2 separate regions of the Mus musculus genome follow, and region 1 is linked to region 2. Evidence: chromatin contacts called from public Hi-C data. All regions are on one chromosome and are shown on one strand. The core of a region is the stretch at or near the end of the contact, and the rest is flanking DNA. Distances in the headings are between cores, read along the strand shown.

What was found. A called contact is a pair of places that touch in the nucleus more often than the background predicts.
Region 1: a Hi-C map of proximal limb bud shows a contact between it and region 2, with 7 times the contacts expected there. The contact joins two enhancer-like sites. A contact is called at or near these places in 5 of 484 Hi-C or Micro-C datasets (cranial neural crest, nephron progenitors, proximal limb bud and 1 more), 11 of 115 datasets of contacts at active chromatin or transcription factors (craniofacial prominence, embryonic basal ganglia, embryonic fibroblasts and 8 more) and 1 of 9 other capture datasets (embryonic trunk).

What each region holds. Positions count from the first base shown.
Region 1 is chr7:137,298,764-137,305,648 of GRCm38.p6, reverse strand. The region is part of intron 6 of Ebf3 (early B cell factor 3); the gene reads left to right. Among named protein-coding and RNA genes, the nearest start is that of Ebf3, 12 kb to the left of the region's middle. Within about 2 kb of position 5,333, at least 37 of the 459 cell types and tissues checked have an H3K27ac peak or open chromatin away from gene starts, as enhancers often do. A contact at or near this core is called in proximal limb bud, where this site is marked.
Region 2 is chr7:136,479,585-136,487,038 of GRCm38.p6, reverse strand. No RefSeq gene overlaps it. Among named protein-coding and RNA genes, the nearest start is that of Gm29931, 13 kb to the left of the region's middle. Within about 2 kb of position 1,763, at least 6 of the 459 cell types and tissues checked have an H3K27ac peak or open chromatin away from gene starts, as enhancers often do. A contact at or near this core is called in proximal limb bud, where this site is marked.

The DNA of each region.
Region 1 (6,885 bases), core at 4,084-6,583, 820 kb before region 2:
GTGATCATTGATATTCTAGAAGCATGAGGGGAAGGGAGAAATGTAAAAACATTTGGTTAACGGGTTTACCATGTTTATTTGAATAAGGAGGATTGAAGCTCCATTTACGCTTGGCATAAATGCTTTGGAGGTCTTAATTATTGATGAAAAATCTGCTCTGCTACTAAATTCAAAGATATGACAATTTTATAGGAATTTTAATCACCTTCCATGTTAGGGATTTTAAGGTAAGGATAGTTTTATGTACTGACAAATACGATGTACATTTTTAGCATTCTTAAGAGAGCTGTCACTTGTAATGACAAAATACTATTAGCATTTTGTTGCTTGCTGTAAATCCCTGTGAAATGATTGTGGTATTGGCACTATCTCCAGTTTAAGGCATATTTCTAGAGGAGGAAAAATGAATTTAGTGTTTGCTAGGACAGCTTGTGTTAATCAAAGAGAGAGGCTTATCTTCAGCAGGCGATCTCTTTGGAGCAATGTGGTCATTTGCAGCAGAGATCTGTCTTGTTTCATAGTGATGATCATTTCTATAGGGCGTGGACTGCCCCTGAAAATTAGTTGCTCCTGTTGAGTTTTTAGCCTGGCTTTTCCCTTGAGGATTGCAGAATCAAATGCCCCATCAGATCGGTGAGTTTACAGGCCCTCACCAGCCTTCTTGTCACTTGGTTAGTTGGCTTAAGAATTCTATCCAATGCACTTCACTGGCTCTTTATGGCCTTTGGATACATTTAGCAGGTTCTGACCAGATAAAGCATATTTGTCCTGAGGATATAAACCAATAATTCCAACCTGAATTGAGATCAATGGGCCCATATTTGCTCCAACCCACACCAAGCTCTTCCACACGTTGAAACTGCTTTGTGTGTTATGAGAACAGGGAAGGGAGCTCCCCTGGTCTGGCAGGGTAATCACATTCTATAGGCCCTGATGCCTTAAATCAATTAATTACACAATTTAGTTTAGTTATCTTTCAGAAGTATTAGATACTTACAAATGGCAAGGAAGACACTTCAAAGTAAGGGGTGGGTGGGTAGTGAGGGTGCCCCTCATTAGAAACCTTGTTGTCATTTACTGTGGAGCTTTTCCTTACGTGGACTGTTTCCCTCCACATAAAACACTGTTGGAGAAACAATTTTTTATAGTCTTTAAAATAATATAGCAACTTACCAAGTTGAGCAGGACTATAACATTGTAAAGTGAGAGATGACACAGGAACTACATGAATTGAATCGACTTACAAAGAGGCTTACCTCCTCATACCACACACACACACACACACACACACACACACACACACACACGGCCAGGCACAACCACAGTCACCTCACATATGCAAGTGTGTATATGCAAATACAAACACAGTCACATATACATGCATGAATTTTTATGGCATTGCTGAGATGGAAGGGAGCATTATTTTCCTCATGAAATAATGTTTTCTGGGAAAACACAAAAGCAGATGGTCTTCATTAGGAACACCCATTGTCCACATATCCCAAATATGAGCAGATAAATCTCTCCTGTTTCACCCGTACATTCCAAGGGCTGCAAGTGATTACAGGATGTCGGCATAGCTGCTAAACCAAAACCACACTTGGGCTCACATTATTCGCCTGTGCCATCCGGGTCTGTTTCCTCAGGAGCTCTGGAAATGCCTGGGGAAGGCACATCAGTTTACCTTCCCCTTCCTCAGTCAGCCTGAGAGCACTGAGACAGAGTCCAACTGTTGCAGCCTGTGGAGGACGCAGGAGCAGGGCAGTGCGGCTGCCCACTCGGGCTGGCTGCACACCGTGGGCTGTGTGCAAGTGAGAGCATGCTCTGCAGGACAGTTCCAGATGGCACTGTCTCTGGCGTCCTGCTCGCTGGCATCTCTGCAGCAGGCAGTGCCCCCTCCCCAATAAATCTGGCATTAGTCTATAGAGTTTGGGAGACTTATCATTCCAAGTCTGTCCTACTTTCCTGTCTGGGAGCCAGACATCTGTTTATCCTATTTTCTTTCTTACAGAGTTTGGAATGGCTGTAGTTTTTCTTTTTTTGGGGGGAGGGGGTGCATGAAGTTTTGTCATATTTAACAGCTGTTACAGAATTTCAGCCCCGTGGGCTCTGAAAATACTTTTCAGCTGACCTCAGATTTTTATACATAATTGACATTGGGTTGTAGAAAAACATTATTTGCTTAACCTCTCATTGTCTGCGATTTCACACCGTCTCTGGTCGGAGGGTGTAAGCACCAGCAATCTTAGCTCTGTGCTCTCTCTCAGCCCCCCAAAGCCCCGCTTTGCTTCATTTGTGTGTTTTAAGTTTACTACACCTTTAAAGTGATGGCAGAACGGTAGCCCAGAAGGGCGGAAGGTTTTCTCTTTCTTTTTTCTTCCCTTCTCTCTCTCCTTTTTTTTTTTTTTTTTTTTTTTTTAGTCAACAGTGTTTCCTTTCACTTCCTGTCACAAAGGTCAAAGAGAGCCGACCTTTGCTGGCAGTCCTGCCTGCTGAATTATTCATGGGATTGACTTTTTGTCAGTGCACACAGTTGTGCTCTGGGACAATTTATTCATTTACCTCATTTAAAGCTCCTTTCTGCACCTGTTCAAGTATTAATATCATGTAATTTGGGCCTAATGCCGATTTTGCTGAACACTCATTATATTTTTTATTAGCTATATTTCCAAACGATTATGTATGATTATTACCAAGCCTTACAAACAGCACCGGGTTATTCCCCAGCCCCTTACATCTTCTTGTCAGGTTGTTTTCAGAAGCTGGGTGGATAAACATTTGACCAGTCCCGATGTTTTTATTCCTACTCCATCTCCAAGCAGAGAACTTAAAGCCCCCTCCCTCATGGCCTTGCACGAGCGTGATTAAATCCAACTCGGCGAAGCTGTACAAATGCCAGCGTTTATAAGGTCAACGCTTTTGTTAAAAATGCTATGTAAATGAGGATCTGCAAAAAGGGACATTAAATAAAATTAAATTCATTGTCTTCTTTAATGTCATTTACATTTTGGCTAAGCCTCGGCCTGTCAAGGAGGATTTTAAAAATAATTTTAATTACACATCATTTAGGGAACCCAAGGTTTTCTATTCAGTAGCATTTGGATAACCTGCAGAATGGAGACCGTTTGTTAACTTCTGAAATGACGGATTGTCATTCTGTATGCATAATACAGCAAGAACAGCATAGTTTGCTGTTAATTTCTCCTTCTCAGTTTTCTTGAAAGTGAATATAATTATCATCAAATAGGCCTCGAGACCCTGGAGCCCTCTTCTTGGCCTTGGCCCCGAAGCTGAGACACTCTTTGGTTCTGGGTCTGTTTTAATACATGGGGACTTCAGAGAAGGGAAAATATTGGCTAGAAATTTGGCAATATTAAAATGCACTTTGGATGAATGGAATGGCTACAAAGACTCTGATTCAGGTTGGCACCAGCCCCATTTGGCTCGGCCAGGCTCAGGTGTGAATGGCTGTTTTATTCCCTGGTATGCCAACGAAGAGAGGCAAAAAGTTCACCATGCTCATTCATCCTTTAATTTTTTTTTTCATAAACTTCTGAAAATAAACAGAAAAGGAAGAGCAGCTTACTAGAGTCACAGTGACACGCTCTCATTTAGAGGGGGCAGCACTAGGAACAGTGCCTACTTTGTGTGCGTGCTTCTGAGCCCACCACCCTGCCACAACTGTGCATCAGGCATGCTGCATCTTTGTATAAGCCAGTGCTGTGTGTCACAGTGAATAGGGCACCAGGGCCAGCATCAGGCCTAGGGTTTATATCTCTGCTCTAGGCTAAAGGATGCCTACAGAGATTTATGGCTGCCTGGGCTGGCTGGGTAAGGCCCACAGGGTGACCAGGCCAGACGGGTGTAGAATTGGGTTGGAAAACAAGCCACAGGCCCACAATGACTTCCGCAGCACTCTTAACCAGCTCAGATTCTCATCAGCTCTTGCTAGGGCTGAAGCTGTTTGGTGCTGCCTGCTAGGGGCAGGCAGCGGCAGGCAGCTGGTTGCTATGAAAATGCAGGGCTGGAGGGAGGGGCTGGAAGCAGGGCTGTCAGAAGCTATACTCCAGGAGGGATGTTGACGCAGACCATCCCGCGCCTCTGCAGCAGCCTTATCAGGTGAAGAGCAAAGATATAGCCAGTGCCTGTAATCGTGTTAGGACGGCATGGACGAATTGGATTACCGTATGGAAAGCCGTCCAAACTCCGAGTTCTGTTACGCATGCTTACAGGAAGCAAATAATTACGCTCTGTGCACCAGAAGATAATTGGGGCTGGCCAGAGGCCTTCTCATGACGCTGGAGAACGCAGGAGAAGCTGGCCTCATGGAAGCATGGGGGATGCACACAGGGAGGAGGAGGAGGGCGATCTTCCCCAGATATAGGTGGCTGAAGTTGATGCTATAATTTTCGGTTACTTTTCAAAGATGGTGAATAATTTATCAGAATTCAAACTCACAGTAGCAACGAGAGGCATGTTGGAGGAGATAAAAATTCCAGGCTCTAATGATGGAGATTGTCGTGGCAGACAGGAAGTGATTGACAAGTGGGGGTACAGGAAGTGAGAACTCGAGGAGCTTAACCTGTACTTGGCAGAGCTGCCTTAGCTTGCACTCTGAGAAAATGAAAACCATTCACCCGTCCGCTCCTGACTGCTTGCCAGAACACACGTTCTTCTTGTTTGTTTATCTTAGTAGCAAATCTCTCCAAAATGTTTGTGGTTAAAACTCTATATAATGAGACATTATGCTGGCATTATGAATGCTTTAAAATAAAAATATGGCTATTATTTAGAAAAATAAGTGGAGGGATTTTATGGGTTAAGGGTTTTCTTGTATTTTATAAGCTTCTCGAACTTGGGGGGGGGGGCGGTAACTAATGTTCGTTGCATCCTTGAAGCTCGACAACGCTCTCTAAAACACTTTATTCCGAGAACAGCCCGCCGCATCTGTCAAAATGGTAAATGCTGTAAATTTGCCAAGGAGCTGGATGAAGAGCACTATGCTTATGGGCATGGGCATAGGGGAACTCTGACTTCAGTTTGCTATTGTATCGCTTCTTGCTCCTACTCCGTTAAAAAGAAAGAAAACCAACCCCTGTCCGTCTGGAACTCCTTCACTGAAGGTTACTCAGTTAGAAAACGCTCCAGATCTAGGAAGGGTCTGCGGATGGTGAGCATCCTCTGAATGCAGCAGGGCCATACCGAGTGCCTTCCCGGTAATTCACTAGGAAATGAGTTTACCATGTGCAGAAAGGAAGGGGCTCGGGTGGTGTTGTTGTAGGATACAGAGCCCAGGCCTCACTAGCGGAAGAAGTCGGCTCCAGCATGTCTCTGCTGGAGGACCGAGGAGCTGCTGCACATCTGGGAGGAGGCCTCCTTTGCCCGACAGGCAGCTCTCGCCCTGTCCCACCTCTATCCCTCACCCCCACCCCCTGCTTGTAATTCCTAGCTCTTTCTCTCAGCAGAAAGCCCCAAAGGGCAGGGTGCCATGTTAAAGCGACACAACCAGACACAACTTTGGCAGTGTTCAAGAATCTCAAAACATTTGCCCTCCTGATGACAAATTTGCAAAGTAGGAAGCTATCCTTCACTTGGAAGGCTGGCCCTATGCATACAGGCTTCTGTGAGGGCAGGATGCCTTCTTTTCTGGGGCTTTTCACCAAGAGTCCAAGTTGCATACATGTGTACAGAGGAGATGTTCTAGACTGTAAAATCAGGTCGAGCCTGAGCCTGGTCAGTCCCCCCTGAGGGTGACACATGTGCAGCACCAGCCTGAGATTTGATTATAGCCCTAGATGGGTGTCTCACCTTCCTTGGGAGTACAGGTGTCAGGAACTAGTAGGTCATCCAACTTTGACAAGGGCTAGGGCCTGTCATTAGGAACAGGACAACTGTAGCCCAGTGGAAAGGGTGCCACTTCCAACCAAATCAGCTTGATATTTCTGGTTCTGCAGTCAGAAACGGTCCCTTCCCTGGCTTGAGGACAAGCTTTCTCCTTGAGCATCCTTCAAGGTTGCCAAAACGCTCATTGCCAGAGGTAGAGAGGCTAGGGATCTAAGAGTCATCCTGACAGGTAAGGCAGACAGGTGTTTGTGTCAAGTCCTTACCACTGAGAGACCTGTGCCCCTTTCTGTAGAATGCCACCCTACAGGCAGGAGGGGAGGGTGGGCATCCCAGGTGTGCCCAGGGCAGCAGAGACCATAGGCAGAGAGTTTGGAGCTATGTAATGTGTGCTGCCTGTCTGTGCATCCAGACTGTTTCCAGAGCAGTTTTAGGCTAACAGAAAACCAAACTGAAAGCATAATTTCCCTTACCATTTGGACCTGTGCTCCCTGTGTGGAGATTTTACACTAGGTATGGGGATGGGGGGAAAGCTGGTTAATATCCAGCTAACGTTGATATGAATTAACTAAAGTCCACAAATGACTGGAGAGTTCCCTGGGTGTTGTACCTTCCATGGAGTTTGACAAATGTCTGGTGGCATATATCTCTCATCCTGTATCTTGCCCTGGCCTCTGTCCCCAGTATCCTACTCTCTGTCCCTCTCCCTTCCCAAACCCATGGCACTTGTCCATTTGTCCCTGGATCCCTGCCCTTCAGGGACACACAGTTAGGGTCATACTAAATATGCAGGCTTTGCAGGCCAGCTGTTTCCAGGAGTGGCCTGCCCTGGAGTTTTCCTCCTCTCCTCACATTACTGCTAACACCTTGTGATTCTTTTTTGTCACTTCTAAAAGTTTGTTCCTTTCTTTCCAGTCCTGATGCTTCCCTGTGCAGCTCTTTCATTCCTGAGCCCGTGTGCTGCCCATCAGGTTGGAGAGTTGTTTGTAGGGCTCTGTAGCTTGTGCAAGCTGCGTGTCCCACTTGCTCCCCCCCCTAACCCCC
Region 2 (7,454 bases), core at 514-3,013:
AAGCGACACGCTGTTCATTAAGCTGCTGCGATTGAGCCCTCTTCGAGTTCATTAGCGATTAATTCAGACAGATATTTAACTTAATAAGGTAAGCAAATAAACAAAAAGGACGCATTCTGGGTCTTAAGGTTCTTAGACCTCTAATTGCTTTTGTGCCCTAATTATCAAGATTAACACCTTATAGGGTTCCCACTCCCTTTTGCCTTGCAGGGGAAAAAAAAAAAAGACACCAGGGTGTTTTCAGACCCTTTTAGCAGGAAAGGGGAAAGGCTTAGGGTCTCTTTTCTTTTCTTTTCTTTTCTTTTCTTTTCTTTTCTTTTCTTTTCTTTTCTTTTCTTTTCTTTTTTCTTTTTCCCCCCTTTCGGTATTTTTTTTTTCCTCTCTGAAGACAAAATGACCATCCACCAAAATAAGAGTTTCTGGCTTTCTAGGCTGTACCTGAATTTTTAAAAAACCTCTTAGCTGAGCTGAGGAGCCATTCAGGGCTCTGCTGGGAAGGGGGTTGGAAAGGGATCCCAGCCAGGAGCCACCTCTGCCCCAGGAATAAATCAGGCTTCCAAGAGAGCTGTGACCCACAGCTCAGAGGCTCAGCTTCACTCCTGTCTCCTGCCGCATCCATCCAGGCTTCTCCGAGGCTGTTAGAGTTAAAAGTTCATATTAACTTAAGGTCATATGTGGTTGTCAACACTTTGTAATTAGTGACAAACCCCATGCAAGTCCTTTAATATTTACTGTAATAATATTATTCGTAATAGAGTCATTCTGTATTCATGTGGATATAATATGTAATTCCATTGTAATTTAGCATTAATTAATGTCCACTTATTGCAGTATATTATAGTATAGGAAACAATTTCTGATAAGAGACAGCAGTGTAATTTAAGGGCAAACCTGATTGTAATTTGAATAATGATATACATGGCTTCGTGTCTCCGTGCCCCTGCCCCCACTCTGATTCCCCTGTGTGCCCGGGAGCCTGAGGGCTCTCACACATGCACATACACACATGCACACATATGCACACCCATCTGCACTCAGTACGTCTATAGAGCTGAGTAGTTGCTTACAATGAGAACACTATTTAGAAGGGCTTAGAATCTCTTAATAGCTATTTCTTGTAAGAGCTAAAGTTTGTGCCTGTAAGTTTTTCATGACATTTACATTGTCAATGCCAGCACCTCCGTGTTACCCCTCCCCCCCATTAAAAAGATCCATGTAAGTCAGTTGCCCTTAGTGAAAGCTACTTTTTTTTTTCTTAAAGTGGCAATTACAAAAACACTTTGAAGATAAAAGCCAGCCTTCTCTGGCCTCTGCACCTGTTCACCAGCCTAGCTACATAGTATCTTCTTGCCGGCCTACCCATCCAGGAACAAAGTGAAAGGTGACTGTTGTGGGGGTCACAGCAGGGCCATCTTGCCTAGCTGAGTGGTGAAGGTGGGCAGGGTGGAGGTGGCCCGGCCAGCTGGGATCTCTGTGGCTTCCTGAGTCCTTGCAAATGCCCTCCCAGCCGCCAGCTGCTAATTGCCATTTGTTGGGCTTGTAAGCAGGTCTGCAGCCCCACTGCCTTTCTCTTTTGAACTCCATAACATATTTCACTCCTTCTTGGGGATTTCCAAAGCCCCTTTTCCTTTAATTCTTTTCTTTCTTTAATGGGTGACTGGATAAATTCAGCAGTGGATTTTTGTGACACCGAAATAGCAGCTAAGTCTATGATGCAGTCTTGCTGTGTGGTTTAAAACTCCCACGCCATATGTTTTCTCACTGGAATGCCTCATCTTGCAAAATTACAGGAACCGAAGCTTAAAAACACAATTAGGTAGTTTAAAATGGAGTATTAAAGACATACCACATATATTCCTAAGCCTGCAAGGTTTTCTTTCTCGCCTCTTTTTTTTGGTTTGTTTTGTTCTTAGAGTATTCTGTGTTTGATTTTTACACTAATCATGGCCCATATTTTTTGGATTATGCTATATAGGCTGTGGTTAAATTATAAATGAAAGAGTGAACTACCAGACTTCTTGTCACACAGAGATTTTCATGTTGTTACAGAAAATGAAAAACAAAAAAAGTGTTTCATGATGAAGGGTCCCTTCTCTTATTTTGTTCAGCGTAACATACATAGGTAGACAAGCAAAGCAATTTGTAGTGATGTTTTTTACAGTATTTTGAAAATAACAGCATCCTTTCCGACCTCTGAGGGAAAAATGAAAGAAAGCTAAATGCACACGTTATCAACAGAGCAGTGTCCAAATGGCTTTTACGGGTTTCTCATGCCTGTGTGTCTGTTGTAGCAAAGACATACAAGCAAGCACTCAGACATTCCCCCAACACACGCACACGCACACGTACACACACACACGCATACACACACACATGACCTATTTCAGTTCAGTTTTTGCCAAGCTACAAGCCAAACTGAGTGACCTGAAACTATATTCTTAATTTGGGGCTTGTCCATCTTCTGCTGCATAAAAAGGAAAGAGGTATAAGGGAGCCAGTGTGAGCAGAGTACTGTCAAGAAAGGAATCGAATGACAATTTGTAATGAATGACAATTTCTAATCTCCCTACATTTTTGTTTCCTCATTAAACTTATTTCAGATTCACTGTACATGAAAACACAGTAAAATATTTTATAGACATTCTGTATTACAATGCTCAAAGCTCTTGACCAAACTACCACTTTATGCCCCACTCCTATGGGGCTAAGGTTTTAATATAAGATTTATAGTCACAAGATGATAAACTATTGAGTTTATAGATGGTGGTATTTTGGGTTCCCAGCAACTGTATTATTAAAAAAAAAAACTACATGTGATGCAGGCACAACAAATAACTACCTGCATGAAATTTATCGGCATGCTAAAACATTTGGTTAGTTTGTCCCAGAATTTATGCCAACTAGAATTGGGGGGCTAGGAGGTTGTTGAAGCTGAGGCCATCCATAGACTTGGATGATGCTTTTGTTTATAGTGGATTTGGAAAGTTTACAGCATCTGCTGGAGCAATGGGGTTTCCCATAGGCAGTGGGTCCTATATGAAAACCAATGGCTAAGCTTATGCCCTTCCTCCGTGGATCAGAGTGTTCATGAGTGTCTGAAGGAACATTTGATATGAAAGTTAAATGGCCCTGTAAAATATATATTTTAGCCTAAATTGTTTTTCATTCTATAACAAAGGAGATGCCTCCTCTCAGAGGCTGCAGCAGGCAACAGTCTTCTTCACGCCCTGTGGTGGTGGGCTTGGCTTTTGCTACCCTGGAACCAGCTTTAAGGATGCTCTTTTCTTTCCTGGTTTCATTGGAAGAACTGCCTTCCTGAGATAACAAATCTTCTTCTGCAGTATTTGGAGGAGTTTGGTTTGGGGCTACCTCTGAGCAACGTGAACTTGGCCTTGCTGGTGACTTACACTAATGCCTCAGTTCCTATTAGGAATCAGGGCACCTGAGAAACAGCCTGGAGCCATACAGCTGATTTTTTTTTAAACCAAATTTGCATCTTTTCAACAATAATAGAAATGGCTTCCACAAATGCTTCCAGGCTTTAAATAGATGTTCAATGGTTGTTTCTAGTTTCTTCCTCTTGACTCCCAGGGGAGCTGCTTCTTGTCCCACCCACTCCAGGCCTTCTGCTAAGCTGCCAGACACTGCAGCCCTAGCTAGACCTGGCAGCCAATCACCTAAGCCAGGAGCAGGTATAGCAGGCAATAAAAAAAAAAAAAAAAAAAGCTAGGCTAACTTCTTCTGGGCCCACATCTTGGACAGAAGAGGAGAGCCAGTGCAGCTATTGGTGTTGGGACTGCAGGGTCCACACAAGATATTTGCCTCATAGAATGGTCAGTTAGGCAGTCCTGATCAAGGCTGGACAGGGAAGTAGAGCTTAAGAGATAGTATGGAGAACACTACCAAGAGTGGTTAAGGACGTGCTCCCTGGGTTAAGGAGGTGCTCCCCAGGCGAACACATTCATGTCCCATACTTCTCTTTCTGACCCACAGCAGGGGCTGTGGGGGAGGCTGTTTTTTTTTTTTTTTTATTAGTGATCGAGTACAGTTGCATATATTGAAAATGTACCAGACAATTTGTTTATTATGCTTTTTAAAATATTTTACTTAATTTTGAGACAGGGTCTCATGTAGCCCAGGCTGGTCTTTCATTCACTCTGTACCCCACAGGTGATCTTGAGTGTCTGATCTTGTGACGTGCTGCAGCTGTAAGGCACCAAACCTGGTTCACGCAGGCTTTGTGTGAGCCAGCACTCTGCCAACTGAGCTACATCTCAGGCCTGAAACTACGCCAGGTGGACACGCTAAGTTTTTGTTGTTCTCAGCTATCACTGGAGCTGGGTCTGGTCAGTTTTGCTAGGGCTATGCATCTACCAACAGACATTGCCTGTCTATGGTTTCTGTATATCCTGATAGTTCCCAACCTTAGGATTTTGGGGCAAGCCTTCCCTGAGGATGCCCTGTCTTGTTCCTCAAGTCCCTTGAGGCACTGGAAAAGGGAAGTATGCAGTATATGCCTGTTGCTGTCTTGAGGGCCTTTGCCCCGTCCCCATCTCCTGCTGGACAGGCAGAGCAGCAGTAGTGCCCTTTTCCTCCAGCACTGGAAGACTGATTGAATTATTTGTGCTAAAGTGGACTTGCATTAGGAGCAGCACTGTGCTAATTAGCCTGGTTCTGTGACTGTGGGCTGAGACGAGGGCCAATCTATCTAGAAGTGTCCAGAATGTATGTTTGGTCTAGAATGAATGTCCCTGGGGAAGTATCCTGTAACAATGCCATTGTCTACTGCTACCCAGGAACCCTTCCTAAGAGCAGCCATACTGGAGGGTAAGGCGTCAACTTGGCCATGCTTGGGTACTCCGTTGTTTATTGACATACATTACAGCCCTAGAATATGTGTCCCTCCAAGTCCTGTACCCAATGCAAGTCTCAGCTCTGCCGTGCCTTAGGAGCCAAGGAATCTTAGTTTTCTTACACAGTCAATTCATAACTTTCTTGAAAAACTACCTTTTTATCTATTTTTAATATATGTAAAAAGGTTATGTTTTCAATTTTAAAATATGACCAGCAACACTGGACTTTTTTTTGCCTTATCCTTTAAGAACCAACCCACGAACAGGTGAGGCATTTCAAAAAATTTTCCAGTAGAAACTCTAGTGGGCTCTCTCTAGCTCGTCTGTTTCTTCCTGTCTCATGGGGAGAGTTTACCCCATGTTTTATCTAGTGGTCAATGACAGGGAGCATGGGAGAAAAGAATGAAAGAATTCCAGTCTCTTTGCTGGAACAAGAAGCCAGGCAGGAGGAAGCGAGGGGTCTGAGCAGCTTTGATTCCCCTGGAGCCATAGGGTGTGCCCCAGAGACAGCTGCAGGCCACAGTGAGCGGGTATCCTTATAAAATACCTTCTGGGCCCTGGGCTTAGCATAGCCTCCATGGGTTCCTGCCCTCAGAAAAGGGAGGAGAGGGAAGCCAACGCTCTCATTGCACCTTCTTAGATTTCCTGACTCCTTGGGTGTTGGAAGTTGATTCCTTTCATGAACCCGGAATAGGAAATGTGCATGAGAAATGTCAACTTTCATCAGGAAACAGAAAACCAAAGCAAGCCAACAGTTGAAGCCCCTGAGCGCCTAGCGCAGCCCTTCCAGAGGTGGTGGGTGCATAACTTCCCACGCTCTGGCTGACCCTCACAGCCATCCCTGACCATCACCAGTAGCCATAGGGAAGCTGCTTTCACACTCACTTTGAAATTCCCTTTTCAGTGTATGGGTCATTGCCTTAAAGCCATGTCACCAGACATGAGTTAATCTTTGGGCGACCCTCCCTATTTTCTGTTAGTAGTAGATGAGATTATCAGTTACTCTGCTAACTTTAATACAGATTGTATCTACTAAGTACCATGCCAGTATTTAAAATGCTAATCGTTTAGCTCATTTTAGAAAGTATCTTTCTATACATGTTTGCCCCCATACTTTGTTTCCCTGTCTAGGCTTCAGTAAGCCTCCCAGTATAGTGGCACCTTGGCTCGGTGCTGTGGGTTTGTTAGTGCACTTAGCCTTCGAAGGACAAACACAGCATTGTAGCAGGAAGCTTTGCCTTTCCGTGGGATCTGCTGGAATTTTACTTTATCAACTGTGCTCCTCGGCTCTCAGCCCAGTCATAGTTTTTGGCTGACGCTCGGCCACCACCTTCTCACTTTTCTGGGAACACCATTACTTTCGGCCACACTCACGCTCTGACCTGTGCTACTTGGAAAGTTTTGAGATGAAGTCACTGCTGGTTCGAGTTACTGGACAGACATTAATTCACCCAGCTGGGTCTATTCAGAGGTAGCAGCCTAGGGTCCTGACAGCCACCGTGGGTGAGAAACGGGACTCTAACGAGGGGGGAACCAGGGAAGTGAGCCTTGCAGAGGTCGTCTGTGGGAATTTGACTGAGAATAGGGAATCAGGGAGGCAAGTTTTTTACCCCTGAAAGTCAATGTGGAAAACACCTTCCTTTCTAACTAGATGTGGCATGAAAAACCCTAAGAAACAATTATTAATTATGCCGTCCAGTAACTAGTGAAATCTAAATGAAAACCTATATGACATCTCTCACACACGCACTCATGCACACATGCAGGCATGCACATCTATATTTAAAGGTCCCATAGTTGGAGATAGTAAGACATTCCCTTTATTAAAGTACCGTGGCCTGTGTAAGCCTTCCCAGATGCAGTGTGAAGATAGGGACCCAAGGTCCTCAGGTTGGAGTGTAGATTTATCCTCTATGAAGCTTTGTTAAGCCTAGCAGCCTCAGTGCCACTATCCTAGAAGAACAGGGGGGAGGGAGGAGGAAGATGACTCCTCCCCTGCCCCAGGGTATAACTCGCCTGTGACCCATACACTTTACTGCATAACGCCCAGATGTCCAAAACCATTTTTCGTTAGCACTGTGAAATTTGATAGAACGTGTAATGTGATACAGCACACGAACTCAGTGAGAGAAATAAAACACAGCCCAAGTTCTAAGTGTAAGATTTTCAGGGGTGCTTTTCCTAAAGGTTAAAAACCCAGAACAAAGCCCTGGGGAGGGGCAGGGGCAGTCTCACGTGGGGTCTGCTGCTGCCACCTCCTGGACCCTTCTCTCTTTGTCCCTTTCTGATGCTTTCATGCGCAGACATTCATTAAGGTTCCTGGTGAAGTTTCTGTGGACACAGCCTTCATAAACAACAGCAACACTTCTCAGTTCTGGGCCTGTGTTCTAGAAGATGACAGCTAGGTCTGCAGAGACAGGAGGACACGGCCCAAGGCCACACTGGGAAGTTCAGATGAGATCATCTTCTGGTGGACCAGGTGGACAGGGAGCCGTGGGAGAGGGAGGTATTTGTTCTTGGTATCGTCCTCACAGTCTGGGTGCCCCTGGGAGCAAAGCTTGTCCCTCTGTCTTCTACCAACAGCTGTGTCAATGTGCTGAG